Linked DNA regions of Sus scrofa: all the other regions are linked to region 2. Evidence: chromatin contacts called from public Hi-C and HiChIP or PLAC-seq data. All regions are on one chromosome and are shown on one strand. The core of a region is the stretch at or near the end of the contact, and the rest is flanking DNA. Distances in the headings are between cores, read along the strand shown. Region 1 overlaps FGL1 (fibrinogen-like protein 1). Region 2 overlaps MTUS1 (microtubule-associated tumor suppressor 1). Region 3 holds the start of MTUS1 (microtubule-associated tumor suppressor 1).

Region 1 (3,521 bases), core at 399-2,898, 110 kb after region 2:
GCTGTGGCTGTGGCACAGGCTGGCAGCTGTAGCTCCGATTCGACCCCTGGCCTTGGAACTTCCATATGCTGTGGGAGCAGCCCTAAAGAACAAAACAAAACAAACAAACAACAACAACAAAAAAAAAAACAAGGAAGAGGTCTAAAGCTTCTTTTAGAGCTTTCCTTTTCCCCAAAAAAACAAACCCTGTAGCATATAGCCAAGTGTTATGTGGAACCCAAATACATAAAATAGATAAAAACAGCTGTGTCAGATGAAAAAAAGAAAAAGGGAAGCTTTCATAGCTAAACATTAAACCATCTTCTTTATTGCTTGGAGTAATGTCCTATCTGTTGAGTTGTCATTTTCCCCAAATAATTTTGTGCTGGTAAAACAATAGATTATGTACTATACAGATGGATCTTGATTTTATGGTTTGCAGTCTTTCTGAAACTATACATCTTGGGCAAATTGGTGAAGCTGGTACTTTCAAGAACAACCCCTCTTCTACCTTTTCTCTTTTTTTCTTTTTAGGGCCACATTCACGACATATGGAGGTTCCAGGCTAGGGGTCAAATCAGAGCTGCAGTTGCTGGCCTACGCCACAGTCACAGCAACTCGAGATCTGAGCTGCATTTACAACCTACACCACCACTCACAGCAACGCCAGATCCTTAACCCACTGAGCAAGGCCAGGGATTGAACTTGCATCCTCATGGATACTAGTCAGATTCGTTTCTGCTGTGCCACAATGGGAATTTCTCTTCTACCTTATCTTAAAGATACTGTATATTTCTTGGTGGAAACTTTTTTTTTTGTACGATGTCTGGCATTTAGCATTATTGCTTTACATTATACTTTGCTTTCTTGGCCACAGTATATAATTACCTGATATAAATAAAAGTATATTTATGTTTCAGAAAGTGGTAAAGTTTAATAAATAATTCTCTAATGGTAAATTTTCAGAGAGATTTTTTTTATACTGGGGTCTTCCTGATGTTTTGACTTCAGGTAAACCAGTCCAATTTCCTTCTCCCACATTTAAACTTCTCAAATGACCTATCCTCTCTAACTGCTATTATTTCCTGCCCTATGCCTATTCTACCCACTAGTCTATTGAAATAGACTCTTCTGTCTTTTTAAGGCATTAACATTCTTTTTCATTCCTTCTGCATTGAAAACTATTATACTGAGATTTATGTAACACTATACTTACTTAGCTCCCCTCCTACTTCTCTGTAAAATCATTTTTTTCTCCTTTAAAAGCTTTTCTTCTTTTGATCTCCTAATTACATGAGGTCTTCATGCTACTGCTTGAGCAAAATAATACCCATATCTAAAATTGCCTCTGGTGCTCCATTATTTATTCCTCCCCAAGATCTATGGAACACCATTCCCACAAGACTATATTAAAAAAAAAAATCAGGAGCCATGGCACTTCTTTTGCCCATACATTTTAGCGATTATAAAATTAAATATTCTCCTTCATTATTTTACTTTCAGAGAGAATAACTGCACAACACAATTCTGGCCATTAAGGCCTAAGCTGAAGCCCGTTGACCCTACACGCTTCTTTCTGCTTTCAGCATGGCCTCGGAGCAAGAACTGCAGCAATGGCTTATGATCTTGAAGAAAGGGCAATGTGAGCTGCAGGGGTATCAGCTTCCATGTTGCAGAGCCCAGAACCGAGGCCAGCAACCTCCTACCTCCTGAGTTCTTGTTACATAAGATGAACAAATCCCTGTTTGTCTGGACCTCCAAATCAGGTGATTTATATTTTGCAGCTGAACCACTCCTAATCAGACATAAAATGCAACAGCGGTTCCCCCTCATCTGTGGGGAATACATTCAAAGACCTTCAGTAGTTGCTGAAAACCGTGGTCAGTATCAAACCCTATATAAACTGTGTTTTTTCCTGTACATACATACCTATGATAATGTTTAATTTATAAATCAGGAACAATAGGAGATTACAATAACTAATAATAAAAAAATACACTGTAATAAATAATAAATACACATTATGGAATGTGGTCTCTTTCTCTCTCTCCCTCTTAGAATATTTTATTCTACAAATCCAGTGCCTTTCCCATCTTAACTGAGCACTCACAATGCACCATGATGGTAACTTTTGTAGTGTGAGGTGAAATAGCAAAACTAGCATAAATTTCTTTTTTCCTCCTTTACATTTTCATGGGGGGGGGAATGATTCATTCTTACCATAGATGTTGACAACTTCAGCATAGGATTTTTCTGCATTCCTTATCACTTTGAGAGCTTCACCTTTTCACTTAAATGAAGCACTTTATGGCTCCTCTCAGGTATCTCTGAATTGCCAGCATCATAACTCTTGCACTTTTGGGCCATTATTAAGTAAAATAAGAGTTCCCTGCAATACACAACAGCTGATCTGATAATGTGGTTGACTACTAAGTGACTAACAGGTGGGATATGCTGGGAAGTTTCACCGCCTGGGTGGGACTGGGAGAATGTTCTCGAGATTTTATCCTGCCACTCAGAAGTTGCTAATTGAAAACTTACAATTTTTTTTTTTTTTTTTTAGGGCTGCACTTGTGGCATGTGGAGTTTCCCAGGCTAGGGGTACAATGGGAGCTACAGCTGCTGGCCTACACCATAGCCACAGTAACTTGGGATCTGAGCCACACCTGCAACCTACACCACAGCTCTTGGCAATGCTTGATCCTTAACTCACTGAACGAGGCCAGTGATTGAACCCGCAATCTCATGATTCCTAGTGGATTCGTTTCCGCTAGACCCCGATGGGAACTCCATCCCTCATATTTGAATACATATATGCCTTTATACAGTTTCATCTCCCATTTATTTCACTTGTTCATTAATTCACATTTATTTATAGAGCAGTTGGCTTGAGAAGAAAGGAACATTCTTTAGCATCAAGAAGGAAGGAAGTGAGAATGTGCAGAGATACAGGATTGATTTTGTATGACTTTTGACAGTTTCTTTCTTTCTTTCTTTCTTTTCTTTTTTTTTTTTTTTTTTTTTTTTTTGTCTTTTTAGGGCTGTACTCATGGCATATGGAGATTCCCAGGCTAGGGGTCGTATTAGAACTATAGCCGCTGGTCTATGCCACAGCCGCAGCAACATAGGATCCGAGCTGCCTCTGCAACCTATACTACAGCTCGCAGCAATGCTCAGTGGGATCCTTAACCCACTGAGCAAAGCCAGGGATCAAGCCTGTGCCCTCGTAGATGCTAATCAGATTTGTTTCCACTAAGCCACTTTGGCAACTTCTATAAATTGTTTATTTATGGAATTTTCTGTTTAAAAATTCCAAACCATGGGTAACTGAAACCTCAGAAAGGAAAACACAGATGGGGGGCACTACTTATAGGATGTTCTTGGAACTCAAAACACATCAGAATATTCAGGGACCCAAGACATACTCAAGAGAAGAAATCTGTTGCATTTTGTTTACTTTATCATCCACTAAGCTCGTTTGTTCAAGGAGCCCTTCTCTTCCTGTATTAACTCTTACTATCTCACGGAAATGCCGTTCCCTA
Region 2 (3,283 bases), core at 415-2,914:
AAAGAAGAGGGAAATTCTTATATATGCTACAATGTGGCTGAACCTAAGGACATGTTAAGTGAAATAAGCCAGTCAGTCACAAGAGGACAAATACTGAATGACTCCTTTTATACAAGGTACATAGAGTAATCAAATTCATAGAGATAGAAACTAGGTTGGTGGTTGCCAGGGACTGAGGGAAGGGGAGGATGGGGAGTTAGTGTTCCATGGACAGAGTTTCCACTGGAGAAGATGACAAGTTCGGGTAGTGCTGGCTGCACAGCAATGGGAATGACCTTGTTTACACTTAAGTTTTCTAAATGCCAAATTTTATGGAACATATATTTTACTACAACTTTTTAAAGTTTAAAAAATAAGAACAAGAGATTTGTGCTACTAGTTATTATTATAGGATACTATAAAATAGTAAAACCATCTGTTCATGGCATAAAATTATATTCACCAGTTAATAAACTGGTGTATCAATCTCAGAAATAGAAAACTGCAGAATAAGACAAGGGAGATATTTCAAGTCGGTGAAGACATTTATGTGTGGTATTAAGATATCTGAATTTTTAAACTATTTAAATTTGAGAAGCAGCATGGTGTGGTGTGTTAAAAGTCAACGATCTGGAGGCAGACCACCTAGGTTTAGAACAGCTCCACCATACACTGGCCGGGGTGGGGGGCGGGGCTCCTCCTCCTCTCTGTGCCATTTGTCATGTGTAAGATTGGGGGTGATCACACGGCTATTTATTTCATAGGTGCTTGTGAGAGTTCCATGGGTTTATATTTGTAAACACTTAGAATAGCACCTGCCTCACTATGATATATAAATATTAGCTCCTAGTTCTCAACGTATGCCCCAAAGACATTAAAATTAGAATAAAAAGGGTTAAAACAAAACCATCAAATTAACCATAACGATAGAGACCAATCTTCTCTTTCAGTAGAGACGGTCTTGTGAAGCATAAAAACAGAAAAAAAAAATTAAAAGATGTGACTATAAAAATGGAAAAAAAAAATCACCATATACAAAATCAGAAGTCATACAGTAAAACACAGGACAAAGGACAACAGACAATTATCAAATTAATAACAAAGAATCATACGTACCCCCAAACAGGGTAAGCAAAAAAAGCTCTAAATAAGAGAGTAAATTAGGAGTTCCCGTTGTGGCTCAGCGGTTAACGAATCTGACTAGGAACCATGAGGCTGCAGGTTCGACCCATGGCCTTGCTCAGTGGGTTAAGGATCTGGTATTGCCGTGAGCTGTGTGTGGTGCAGGTTGCAGATTCGGCTTGGCTTGGATCCTGCATTGCTGTGGCTGTGGTGTAGGCTGGCGGCTACAGCTCTGATTCGACCCCTAGCCTGGGAACCTCCATATGCCACGGGAGTGGCCCAAGAAATGGCAAAAAGACAAAAAGACAAAAAAAAAAGTAAATTAATATAGTCAGTACAATTTTTTTTTTTTTTTTTAGTTTAACCTTATCATGTCTAACATCTTTCCCGGCTCCCCAAGAGTCATTCCTAACTTCCATTTCCATTACTCACACCTTACGAAGGGTTTAAAAAGCCCACTACTTTCATTCCCAACCTTTCTTCAAATTGGAGGTGACCTCTGCGATCTGGTCTGCGCCAGGAAGATGAAAGATGAGCCTGCCAGGGGTGAAGTGCTGAATAAGGTCTTTCCCCCCTGGTAAAGGTAGGCAGGCATGGCAGGAGGGCCCTGCTCTGGACACTGTCCATCCCTCACTCCCAGCCTTTGGGCTCAACAGCAATAGGACTTAGCACTTGGAACTCTTAGCGACCATATTTTAACTGAAAAGTCACCGACAACAGCTGAGGCAGGACAAGAGGATGGACAGAAAGATGATGTAATTGACTCACCAACCCAGGAACTGCCTATCTTCAGCTTCCTGTTAAAGAAATATACAACCTTCTGGTTTAAACCCAACTGTGTATTCAACTACCGTATTCTTGCATCAGCAACACTTGATGCAGTGGATTCCTCCTCTCTCCTTGAACAGCTTTCTTCACTTGTCCTCCTGAACACCCCTCTCGAGGGACTTTCCTTCTGCCTTCCTGCCTATTATTCCGTCTTGGTCTCTCTGTAATTTCTCTTTACCTCCCTAGCCCTTTAAAGCTTCAGAGGACTCCAGAGGTAGTACAGAGTACACCATGGAGTTCCCCGAAGGTGAACAGGTGCCCTTGACCTGTTCTCTTTCTCCACTCACTCTGGGTGATCTCACCCAGTCTAGTGGCTTTAATACATCTAAATGGTGGAGTTCCCGTCGTGGCGCAGTGGTTAACGAATCCGACTAGGAACCATGAGGTTGCGGGTTCGGTCCCTGCCCTTGCTCAGTGGGTTAACGATCCAGCGTTGCCGTGAGCTGTGGTGTAGGTTGCAGACGCGGCTCGGATCCGCGTTGCTGTGGCTCTGGTGTAGGCGGTGGCTACAGCTCCGATTCAACCCCTAGCCTGGGAACCTCCATATGCCGCGGGAGCGGCCCAAGAAATAGCAACAACAACAACAAAGAGACAAAAGACAAAAAAAAAAAAAAAAAAAAATACATCTAAATGGTGATGAATTCCAAATTTACCTCCCTAGACCAGACTTCTCCTATGCACTCTTGCCTTGTACATCCAACTTTCTACTCTATACCTTCACTTCTGTATCTATCACTCATCTCAACTTGACGTCTGTACAACTGAGATGGTGATATCCAGACTGGAGATCCCACCATCCATATCTCCATCATCCTTCCCCCTTCAGCTCATGGTAACAGCATCCTGCCACTGCTCACATCAAGATGATTCCAGTCATCTGACTCCTCACTGCTGCTCTCACCCCTCATCCCATCATCAAGTCCCTTTGGCTTTCTTTTCAACACATACATCTAGAATCTGGCCCCGCTCTAACCCCCCACCCCACCCCTCCACAATCCTGTGGAAGCCACAATCTCCTGCCATGATTACAGCGAAACCTCCTCATTGATCTTTCTGGTCCCGCCCTCACTCCCATCCAGGGTATTCTCTACACACAGCTGTCAGAGTAATTCTGTTAAAATGAAGTCACTTTGGTTTAAAGCCAAAGTCCTTATGGTTTTCAAGATTGTATATGATCTGGCTCTCCACTACCTTCAAACCTCATCTCCTGTTTCACTTTTCCTCATTTCATTCCTTGCTATTCCTAGAGCGATTAGTTCAGCTCCACTGTGGGGTCTTTCCACTTGCTGTTTACCCTGACTGGTATGGTTTTCTTCCAGCTATGCACAGGGCTGCCCACCCCTGGCCTTCACTC
Region 3 (3,565 bases), core at 811-3,310, 76 kb after region 2:
TGCGTTAAAGGATAAGTGAGTACATCTCTTATGAAACACTGTACTTGAGGAAAAAATAAAAGCATTTTATACATCCTAAAGCACTATACAAACAGGGTATCATTGTTTCGATGTAAATTGTCCATCATTTCCTGACCTAATTATCTCTGAAAAAGAAGTTTTTTTTTTTTTCCTACAGAATTGCAATTCCAACCATGCAAATTCCCGGTAGGGTTAACCACACACTGTTATCTGAGGATATCTGAACTCCTTAAGGAGGTCACAGGTTCCCAGGAAGGAGTAACTCTTTTTTTTTTTTTTTTAAATTCCCCTCCCTCCTTCCTTCCACTCCCAACACGTCCACGCCCTTCCTCCAGCCCAAGGGCTGAGGATTTAATGTCAAGATGACTGAATTCATATCACCTGGCAAGACAAACGCTTTCATCTCCCCTGTTTTGCACAAGCCTTTATTTAAACAAACTAAAAACACACTGAATTTCCTTTCTTACTACACTAACTGCTTGAAACACACAGTAGTTAATAGGGCATATGAAACTTTATGCAGGCTAAATGAAGAATTAATCTCTCCATTCCTACTCCAAAATAACTTAGCCCAAGTCAAAATCAACAAATAACAGTAGAAAAAGAAGAGGACAAAGATTTATTTAAGGTAGGTAAACACACAAGTCCATTAATTAGAGTGGTGAAGAGTGGATTTTTCTAAAGCACTAGAAGAGCACAAGGGCACTGCAGGAAGTAATAAGACACGGACAGAGGACCTTGGGAATTGCAGCAACTGCATTAATGCCATATTTTCAGCCCTGATTGCTTATGCTGAGAACTGGCCCAAGCGAACCGCCCAGAGAGAAGGCTGAGACTGCCGGGCCCATGCAGGTCAAGTGTCCGGTGGGTGGCTTCCGGCTGAGGGTACCTGGATGTCAGTCTGCATAACTTACTCGAAGGTAAACCCCTTCGGTCACTTTCAAGGTGACAGCTACCAGATCTGCATCCGTTCCTTTCTCAGGAACTGCCCTGCCTCCACGTGAGACCAGCCCTCCGCAGCCTCCACCTCTTCAACTTTTGCACCCAAGGTTCCAAAATACCTGCCCCCTCCCTCAAAGCGAGTCCTGTCACCCTGTGAGGGTCGCGCCCGGGATCCCCACAACGCACAAGCTGGGCAGCCACACTTAACCCCGCACTTACCCGCAGCGCCTCCGAGCCAACCCCAAGCCCTCCGGGAAGCCGAGACGCAATTCGGGAGACCAGCACTCAGAGGCTGGGCGCCCTTTGGACCGGCGGCGAAGGTGCGCCAGGCCCACCCGGGAGGCCCGAGGTGCAATCAGTGTCCGACGGGCAGTGTCCTGGGGACCCGCTTCTCGCCCCCCACCCCCACCCCTGCCCACACGCCGGCCGCCACCGCAGCTGCCAGGCGGGAACCCGGAGTCCGGGGCGCCCCAACCTCCGCCTCTCAAGCCTCGGGGGTGGAGCCAGGGCGGGGAGTTCGGGAAACTTGTAAATAGCAAAGCTCAACCGCCTCTGCCCCCACCTCCCTGTGCGCCCCCCCCCCCCCCCCCGCAGCACCTTTCAGGAGGCCCAGCCTGAGCGTCGCAGCTGGAGACAAAGGCCAGGCGGAGGCCAGGGGATGCCTGCCCCCCGAGAAACTTGAAAAAACGCGCAGGGCTGTACCTCGGGACGCCAACCCCGGAGGCTACCGCTGCGCTGCGCTCCGCTCAGCTCGGCAGGTTGGCGAACTCTGCTGGCCTGTAGGCTCCCTCCTCTCGCGCTCCCGGGTTGGGATCCCAATGCCGCGCGCGCTCCGGGGCTAAGTACCTACGCGCCCCACGCCCTCCGCGTCCGCTCTGGTCCGAGATGCACCTGTTGCCACGTGCACTCCGGACCCGGGGCTGCTGCCTGCGCACCTGGCTGAACCATAGGTTCCAGACCACGCAGGTTCCCGCAGGCGACTTGAGCCTGGCGGTGCACAGACCTGGGGCCCCAAACCTGGCCGGCTGCCGAGAGGATCTGCCTTCTGCTCTGCTCTTGCCACCTGTGTTTTCCTGCGAGCTCTGTCTTCCCGCTAGCGACGGGGCAGGGCCGAGAGGGCGGGCAGGGTAGGGGTAGGAGGGGGAAGTTTGGCAGAATTATCTGGGCGGAGGTTTGCAAGGAACCAGCGGTGATTGCCTCTTCAGAGTGTCCGACTCCCGCTCAGTATTGTCTTCGTGCTCCTTAGAGATTTGCTAGCAAACACCTATTAAGGGTTAAAGCAATGAGTTCCCGCTGTTAGATCTTTGAATAAAAAGTGGAGAGGAGAGTAGAAAGCCTGGAGAGAAAAAGCCGGACCCACTTTTCTCTAAACACAAGTCCCTCTTTTTTGCTAAACTCAACAGATTTCATTCATAGCTATTAGAACTATAAAATATTTTCATCTATAGGAATAGTTTTAATACAATGCTTTTCCAAAGATGCTAGTCCACCTATGAGATGTAACATTATTGAACCTTTAAATGTCAGTCAACCTGAGTCCAATTTTTTTTTTTTTTTTTTTTTTTTTTAGGGCCGCACAGGCGGCATAAGGAGGTTCCCAGGCTAGGGGTGGAATCAGAGCTACAGCTGCCGGTCTATGCCACAACCACAGCAACGCCAGATCCCAGCCAGGTCTGCAACCTACACCACAGCTCACACAAGGCAGGATCCTTAACCCACTGAGCGAGGTCAGGGATGGAACCCACAACCTCATGGTTCCTAGTTAGATTCATTTCTGCTGCGCCAGGATGGGAACTCTGCTAAAAGCTTAAGAGAATACCGTAACTGATAAAAATTTTCTGTGCTATCAATATCAGATCAACTAAGGTATATGTTGCCATTTACAGTGGTAAAGTGTTTTCATGTCTACAACATTCCATCATTTCCTCAACAAGACCTAGGAGTTTACAGGTCAGATTATTACTTCCATTTTTTCAAGTGAGGAAACAAGCTCAGAAAGGTCAAGTGCATTTGCTCAAGGTCACACAGCCAGTGAGGGGCAAGTGCAAACCCGGTAGACCCAACTCCTAATCTTTTTATTGTTATCACCTGATGACAATTCTTTGGGATTATTTGAAAAGAGATGCAGCATTAAACACCATTGAGTGGTTCTCCCTTATGCAAAAGCACCAAAAAATAAACTAACACAAAACAAAGCACTTTTGTTTCTGCAAGTCATGAGGCAAATATGCTAATTAGCAACATGCCTCCTCCCTAAGCAGAATACTCCTAGTGTTAAACATATCATTTAATCTTTATAACCCTGTTGTGACCCAGATGACTTGGTCCAACCCCCTCACAGTTCTATTGTGTGGCTTAGTTATATCTATAAACATAGAACCTGTTTTGCTTCATTTTTTCGTGGTATAGATTGAAGAGGGAAAAAAAAACAGAGAACAAATAAGCCCTCTCCTAAGTATTTAGAAGCAACTTTTGTGGCCACAGGGGAATTGAAACTTAGCTTCTAATTGCATCCACAGGAAAACATAAGTTACCTTCTAGGGACATCATCTGGGACTCTGTCAAGGCAAATATGCTTGAAATGGGGCCTGCTGACTTTCTC

What was found. A called contact is a pair of places that touch in the nucleus more often than the background predicts. HiChIP or PLAC-seq counts read pairs in DNA pulled down with a chosen protein or histone mark.
Region 1: a contact with region 2 is called in a Hi-C map of skeletal muscle, with 5 times the contacts expected there. The contact joins two enhancer-like sites. A contact is called at or near these places in 16 of 47 Hi-C or Micro-C datasets (alveolar macrophages, embryonic fibroblasts, fetal heart ventricle and 6 more) and 1 of 2 datasets of contacts at active chromatin or transcription factors (skeletal muscle).
Region 3: a contact with region 2 is called in an H3K27ac HiChIP or PLAC-seq map of skeletal muscle. The contact joins the promoter of MTUS1 here to the enhancer-like site in region 2. A contact is called at or near these places in 1 of 5 promoter capture datasets (liver), 8 of 47 Hi-C or Micro-C datasets (adipocytes, fetal heart ventricle, fetal skeletal muscle and 4 more) and 1 of 2 datasets of contacts at active chromatin or transcription factors (skeletal muscle).

What each region holds. Positions count from the first base shown.
Region 1 is chr17:5,544,108-5,547,628 of Sscrofa11.1, forward strand. FGL1 (fibrinogen-like protein 1) reads right to left here. Exons shown (of 8, transcript XM_021077952.1): 8 at 2,824-3,521. Among named protein-coding and RNA genes, the nearest start is that of MTUS1, 39 kb to the left of the region's middle. Within about 2 kb of position 1,649, at least 1 of the 83 cell types and tissues checked has an H3K27ac peak or open chromatin away from gene starts, as enhancers often do. A contact at or near this core is called in skeletal muscle, where this site is marked.
Region 2 is chr17:5,429,362-5,432,644 of Sscrofa11.1, forward strand. The region is part of intron 3 of MTUS1 (microtubule-associated tumor suppressor 1); the gene reads right to left. Among named protein-coding and RNA genes, the nearest start is that of MTUS1, 76 kb to the right of the region's middle. Within about 2 kb of position 1,665, at least 3 of the 83 cell types and tissues checked have an H3K27ac peak or open chromatin away from gene starts, as enhancers often do. A contact at or near this core is called in skeletal muscle, where this site is marked.
Region 3 is chr17:5,505,152-5,508,716 of Sscrofa11.1, forward strand. MTUS1 (microtubule-associated tumor suppressor 1) reads right to left here and starts at 2,061. Exons shown (of 15, transcript XM_021077995.1): 1 at 1,666-2,061.